Linked DNA regions of Mus musculus: region 2 is linked to region 1. Evidence: chromatin contacts called from public HiChIP or PLAC-seq data. All regions are on one chromosome and are shown on one strand. Each heading gives the region's core, a stretch centred on a gene start, on an enhancer-like site or on the middle of the called end of the contact. The rest is flanking DNA. Distances are from core to core; before and after follow the strand shown. Region 1 holds the start of A330074K22Rik (RIKEN cDNA A330074K22 gene). Region 2 overlaps Gm27021 (predicted gene, 27021).

What was found. HiChIP or PLAC-seq counts read pairs in DNA pulled down with a chosen protein or histone mark.
Region 2: a contact with region 1 is called in an H3K4me3 HiChIP or PLAC-seq map of forebrain, with 5 times the contacts expected there. The contact joins the enhancer-like site here to the promoter of A330074K22Rik in region 1. A contact is called at or near these places in 9 of 115 datasets of contacts at active chromatin or transcription factors (craniofacial prominence, embryonic basal ganglia, embryonic forebrain and 6 more) and 2 of 9 other capture datasets (adipose tissue and embryonic stem cells).

The regions. Positions count from the first base shown.
Region 1 is chr8:120,226,860-120,230,462 of GRCm38.p6, forward strand. A330074K22Rik (RIKEN cDNA A330074K22 gene) reads right to left here and starts at 1,371. Exons shown (of 3, transcript NR_110496.1): 1 at 1,066-1,371. It also overlaps a transcript of Gse1 not described here.
Region 2 is chr8:120,618,552-120,621,731 of GRCm38.p6, forward strand. All of the region lies in intron 2 of Gm27021 (predicted gene, 27021), which reads right to left. The region is part of intron 2 of 1190005I06Rik (RIKEN cDNA 1190005I06 gene); the gene reads right to left. Among named protein-coding and RNA genes, the nearest start is that of Gm33075, 8.6 kb to the right of the region's middle. Within about 2 kb of position 1,425, at least 107 of the 459 cell types and tissues checked have an H3K27ac peak or open chromatin away from gene starts, as enhancers often do. A contact at or near this core is called in adipose tissue, embryonic forebrain, forebrain and 2 more, where this site is marked.

The sequences.
Region 1 (3,603 bases), core at 121-2,620:
CAAGGTATGAACCACGCCAGCAGCCAGGGGATGCCTCCCCGCCCTGGTCTGCGAGACAATTTGCTGAGCCAGCACTTTTTTGGGCCAGGGAAGGGACAGAGTCCCATCCTCTGCCATGTTGACACCCCACCCCAGTTGATTCTGGAGCTCTGGAATGTTAGGGATTCCCAAGAGGCCCTTCCTCCTGCTCATTTGGAGGGGGGGGGGAGCAGCCTTATTTACATGTCAGCTCACCAAGTGGTGGCAGTGGTGGTGGTGGGGCTCCTGCCTTTGGGGTTCAGGCACCATCTCCAGCTGGCAGGGTAGACAGCTGGAAGCTTCTGGAAAGTAACTGCTCACAGTTTTGAAGCTTTGAGGGCTCCTTTTACAGATGGGAGACGATTGCTTAGTGACCCAGCCTGAGCCAAAGGGCACCATCTGTGTGTGTGTGTGTCATACATGTGTGTGCCTGTGTGCCTAGGAGGCGCCAAGGACAGTCTCCAGCAGCTTCTGGGTGACAGGGGCCAGATGTCTGCCTGGGGAGGCCACATACTCCTAGCAGAACCCTGCTGCCTGGGTCTGAATCCTGCCTGGCCTCTTGAGTCATAAAATGAGGGGCATCCCACACTTGCTTCTTGTGGGGAAGTAACTAAGAGGCATGTAACAGCTCTGAACTTGGCCTGCAAAGGGTTTGTCTCTGCATTAAATAACTACAATGTATCTGCATACAATACACTAAGTCCTGGATATCTGTGGTCTCAGCAGGAACACTTTAACAAGAAGGAAAAGGGCACAGAGAGGTTGAGTCCTTAGTCCCAGGACACACAGTACCCTTCTTACCTCTACCCCTAGGGTGATCTGGTGGGCCCTGTCCAGTCAGAGGGAGGGGGAGAGGGGAGATAGGCTGGGAGGACTTTGTCTCCAGGGTGATGCAGGAGACAACTCCTCTTTCCTCTGTCTTCAAAACTAGGGCACTGGGCTTAGAAAGGTGACCCCCAACCCTGGGCTGCTGAAGGGCCAGGACCTCCCCAGATCTTGGAGGGGGGTTACCCTTCCCAAGCCTCCCTAGACACCCATCGTCCTCACCTGGCACTAGCGCGTCCGGCTTGACCTTTTCTTAAAGATCAGCGGCAGCGGCTGATGGGTTTCGTGGGTCCCAAAGGAGACCCTTCAGACAGCCCGAGCCACGGGCTGCAGAGCCCCTAATTGGAGCAATGAATCACCGCGGGCTCCTGCTGGACACAGAATAGACAGAGGAGCTGGGGCCTATTGTGCCATAGTTTGGGACACAGGGGGGTGAGGGGGTAGGAGAGGGTGGGGAGAGAGGAGGAGGGGGTGGAGGAGGGGGTTGGGGAAGAGAAGAGGTCAGGGGAGGAGGAATCGAGAGGAGAGGATGAGTCAGAGGAGGAGGGGCGGAGAGAGGTAAGAAGAGGAGGAGGATTAGAAGGAGGAGGAGGAGGTAGGGGAGGAGAGGAGGGAGAGGAGGATTAGGAGAAGGAGGAGTCCGAGTCAGGGGAGGAGGAGCCTGGGAAGAGGCGGGCAGCAGGGCGGCGCGAGGGAAGGCTTCTCCGCCTCCGCCTCCCTCCCGCGCCCTCCGCCCCGCGCCGCCCCGCCTCCCTCCTCCCCAATTAAATGACCCGACGCTCGGGCCGGCGCCGGAGCTCGCACATGCGGCCGCCGCAGCCGCCCGGGGCCCGTCGCCACCGTCGCCACCGCCGCGTTCCGGGCGCGCTCTCCGGCGCCGCCTGGGCCCGCGCCGCCACCCGCCGGGACTCGGCAGCCCCGGGCACCGCCGCGGAGACCCTCGGTGCGCCCCGGGCCGCGTGCGCGCCGCCGCGCGCCAAACTTTGCGAGTTGGGCGCGGGGCCTCGGTGCGCGCGGCCCGAGCAGCGGCAGCCGCGGGGCGCGCGGAGGCGGACGCGGCGGCCGGGCCATGAGCGGCCGGGCGGCGCCGCTCTCCCGTAAGCAGCGGCTCATGGCAGCGGCGGGCGCGGCCCTGTCGTGCTTCATCTGCGGCGGCGGCATCGCGCGCGGCAAGGAGCTGAAGCTGCCGGTGAGGCCGGCGGGCCCCGCGCAGCCCTTCTTCCCGTTCCTGCAGCAGCAGGAGCCGGCGCCCGGCGCGCGCGGGCTGAGCGCGACCGATGGCTGCGTGCTGGTGTGCGCCGTGTGCCGCTGCTTCCTGGCCGAGCAGTGGGCCGCCTTCGAGCGCGCGCGCACGCCCGTGGACAAGCGCGTGTACTGGCTCAAGAGGCCGCATCAGTGCGACGCGAGCGCGGCTGGCCGGCGCGGGGCCCGCGAGTGGAACACCGAGGACGCGCGCGACTCGGAGCTGTCGGAGCTGTCGGACGCCGACGCGCTGCCCGAACCGGAGCCCGAGCCCGAGCCCGAGCCCGAGCCGGAGCCGGAGCCTGAGCCCGAGGATGCGCACGACTCCAGCAAGTCCGGAGCCCGGCGCCGGCGCACGGGGCCAGGGGCGCACTGGGCTCCGGAGCCGCGAGCCAGCGTGCTGAGGGGCATCCAGGAACCCTGGCCCGGCCCCGCTGCGCCCGACGGCACGGACGGCGCCGCCTCCAGCCGGCCCGCGGCGCCCCCAGAGCGCAGTAGCACCCCCGAGGGCAACGACGTCGCCGGGAGCCTCGGGGACGAAGGGCTGGAGCGGCCTCCCCGGATACCCGCGGACAGCCAGGCCCGCTGTTGCTACGTCTGTGGCTCGGCGCTGTCACCGGCCTCGCAGCAGCAGATCCACGTGCAGAAGCAGGAGACTCCCGCCCAGGCGCCCTTCTTCCCCTTCCTGTGGCTACATAGCCCCCCGCCCGGCGCCCAGCCCATCACTGAGGCGGGCAGCACCCTCGTGTGTCCCTGCTGCTTCTCGTCCCTCACACACCAGTGGCAGAGCTTTGAGCTAGCCAACGTGCCGGTCTTGCAGCGGCTCTACGTGGTGCCCCTGAACAGCCACGCCCCCGGCATGGCCTCCAAGGCCCGGAGACTCCCTAGGGAAGAGGTTCCCGCCCCCACCGCGGGGCTACTGCGGGAAGCCTGCTACCTCTGTGGGGAGGACTGTACACGGGATGCCCGGGCTGTGCCCTCCCGCCTTGTCAACGGCAACTCTGGGGGCTCCATGCACTTCCCCTTCCTTAGCCTCCTGCCCTGCCCACCCAACGCTCGGCCCCCCAACAAGCGCTGCGAGGTTCGCAGCTGCCCCAAGTGCTTCAGCGTCTTGGAGGACGTCTGGGCCCTGTACCGGGCATCGCACAACCGTGAGCTCATCAGCTCTGTGCAAGGCTTCCTGGGCAGGTACCACCAAGCCTTCTCTGCCTCGGACCCTACCCTGAGCGAACTGCCCGCTTCTGCGCAGGGAGGCCCGCCTGCGGTCTGCTACATCTGCGGGGCTGAGCTGGGGCCGGGCAAGGAGTTCCAACTCAGCATGAACCCCGCCAGCCACCTGGGCGAGAAGGAACCCTTTTTTCCCTTCCTCACCGTCTATCCGCCCGCCCCACGGGCCAGGCCTGCAGACTCCACGGGCCTGGTGGCAACCTGTGTGCTCTGCTATCATGACCTGCTGGGTCAGTGGCTGCAGCACGAAGCCAGAGCCGCTCACCAGCCGGTCAGCGCCTGGTCGAGGCA
Region 2 (3,180 bases), core at 175-2,674, 390 kb after region 1:
GACCGTTGGAAAACATAGATATTTTTACATTACAATTCATAGCAGTAACAAAATCATAGCTATGAAGTAGCAACAAAATGGTTGCCGCTTGGTTTATGGTTGTATGTGTGTGTGTGTGGGGGGGGGGGTGTTCACCACGACATATTAAAAGAGTTGCAGCTTTAGGGAGGTTGGGAAACCACTGGGCTACACTGCCTGTCATTAATTCTATCATCTCAGGTCACTCTGCTGAGTATCTTTTAATGCACCTCCCAGGAATACCAGCTGGCTCAATTTTAGCATTTCCTTAACAATCCAACCAATAAGAGGCACCTGGTATGAAGAGCACCCACGTGCCCGTCAGGGGCTCCACGATCTCTGCATACAGCTGGGGTGGGTGCTAGCTGGCAGGTTAGCTTAGAAGATAGAGCTTGCCCAGCATACACAAAATCTTGGGTTCCATACCCAGCACCACATTAAAAAAAAAAAAAAAAAAAAAAAGCCAGGCGTGGTGGCTCACACCTTTAATCCCAGCACTCAGGAGGCAGAGGCAGGCAGATTTCTGAGTTCGAGGCCAGCCTGGTCTACAAAGTGAGTTCCAGGATAGCCAGGGCTATACAGAGAAACCCTGTCTCGAAAAACCAAAAAAAAAAAAAAAAAAAAAGGGTGTGGTGGTGAACACCTGCACTCAGGGGGGTGGGGGGGGCGGGGCTCAGGCTCAGCATGAGCTACCTTCTCTCTTGTTAGATGGCCCTGGACTTGGGAACGAAGCCCATCTTGGCCAGGGCTGCCTACTTGTTGTATCAGGCTTCTGTGACCCACTTCTGGGTAAAGGAATAAACAACCCCAGCCCTGGCCCTGGAGGAGCTCAGACTCGGACAACAGGCATTCATTGTGCATCCATTGGGTACCAGGCAGTGCACCAGGCGCTGGGCATGGGAAACTGAGATCAAAATGACTCCACAGGTGCTGCTCTGCCTGGTCCCTGTGCCTGCCCTGCCTCCTGCTCCAGGTTCCAGCAACAGAAACAGAGTGAGACATGTTTCTCTATCAGAGGGAGCTAGTCAATATTCCACAAACCTCCCCGACCTCCTGCCTGTTTTTTCCAACCCTGGATGTTCCCCAAGCCCTGTCACATGCTTCCTCTTTGTACCAGTTGGGTAATCATGTCAGGCCCTGCCTGCATCAGAATAAAAGCAGCGAGCTTCTGTCCTGGGCGCGCTCCCTTTACACAAAAGAGAAAAACAAAACAAAATAACAACAACAACAACAACAACTGCCGTCTCTTTAGGGGGCTCTGAGATCACTCTTCCCAGCAAAGGAACCACAAAGATTACAGGGTCTGTGTGGGGACAAGACAGACCCCATTTGAACACTTTGCTAGGAGAGCCACCACACCGAGATACAGTGTGGTCACATGGGTCTGATGTTGGCTCCTGGAGACACAGTCATGAGTCTGGCTTGGTCACAAGAGGAACAAGGGCAAACAACAGACTATGGGTGGCTTGAGGGGGCCAATCAAAGCAGCAGAAGGGACAGAGAAGGGTTCTGGGGCAGCCACTGCCTTAGCAAAGGCCCTGGGGTAGGAACCAGGGGCTGAGCAGACAAAATGCTAAGACTCTCTCAGGACATCTAGCCGCTGTTCATTTTCCTTCACTTTCTGTTTATAACACCAACCGTCGCGAAAGCCTATGTCCCTACAGATGTGGTGATGGCTCTGGCCGTTTTTACCTCTTTATAGTGGCCTGGGCCCAACAGAGATGGTTTAAAATCTCTTTTCAATTAAGGGGAAAGCTCCTGCTTGCGTCAGGGGCCTGCGGCTGGAGCTCGCACTGGGAGGAGCCTGTGAAGAGACTGAGAGAGTTCAGGCTGAGGGCTGACCTCCTGCCTGCACCCCTGTACGTCCAGCAACCAGTTCCTGCCGCCCTGCAGGACTCTCAGGGAAGGCTGCTGGGGTCTCAGCTGTGTGAGAGCGCTCACAGGGTCCAGCCCCGGCTTCATCACTGAGCAGCTCTGATCCTTTCTCCTGGCCTCTCAACCCTAAACTGGACATAGGAGGGTGACCGACCGTAAGAGCTTAGTCACAGGAAACAGGCAAAGCTGGACTCAGGGCTCATGTCTGACATCTCTGAGTCAACAGTGTGCACTCGACGTGAGGCAGGAGGATGGTCCTGTCTCATTTCATTTGTTTATTTCTTGAGATAAGGCTTTGTTTGTTCTACTGTGTGGGCCTTGAACTCTGATCCTCCTGCCTTAGCCTCCTGCCTGCTGACAGTGTGTGCATCACAGCATCCTGTGGGGCTTGTGTTTCTCTGACATCTGGCACTTTCTTATTGTGGGACACATGTATTCACACACACACACACACACACACACACACACACACACACCAACCTCGGTTGAGAATCACAGGTGTAATCTGTACAATTCCAGCATTTGGGAGGTTGAGGTTAGAGGCTGGCTATTGAATTTTAGGCTATCTTAGGCTAATTTAGGCTAGCCTGGACTATACAGTAAATTATGCTTCAAGAAAATTGATCACTGAGCAGTAGTGGCGCATGCCTTTAATCCCAGCACTTGGGAGGCAGAGGCAGGCAGATTTCTGAGTTCAAGGCCAGCCTGGTCTACAGGGTGAGTTCCAGGATAGCTACACAGAGAAACCCTGTCTTGAAAAAAAAAAAAAAGAAAGAAAGAAAGAAAAGAAAAGAAAATTGATTGTGCATGTGTGCATGCGTGTGTACGTATTTGTATGTGTGTGTGTGTGTGTGTGTGTGTGTCGGTGTGTGTCGGTGTGTGCACATTCATATGCTATTGCTCTTGGTAATGGCCCAGAATGTGTTCGTGGCCTGGAGCAGGTACCTTGATAGTTGTTGGTTTCCACAGCCCATTACACTCTATGAAGGTTGGAGCCACATAAGGGGTTACAGCACCCTTCCCCCAACATACCCCAGGGGCCCCCATTGCCTCCAGGGTACCTGCCACTGCCACTTGCTGTGTGTTGTGAGGAAGTTCCCGTTCTCTCTGAGAAGGAAGCAAGACTCAGAGCACTCAAGAAGCTGAGGCAGAGGACTGCGAGTTGGAGGCCTGCCTGGACCCAACGCTCATCAAAAAGAAAGAAAAAAAAGGAGAGAAAAAAAAAGAAAGAAAAGAAAAGCAGAGTTCCCCCCCAAGAAGGCATTTTCCACCATCAAACTGGCCAAA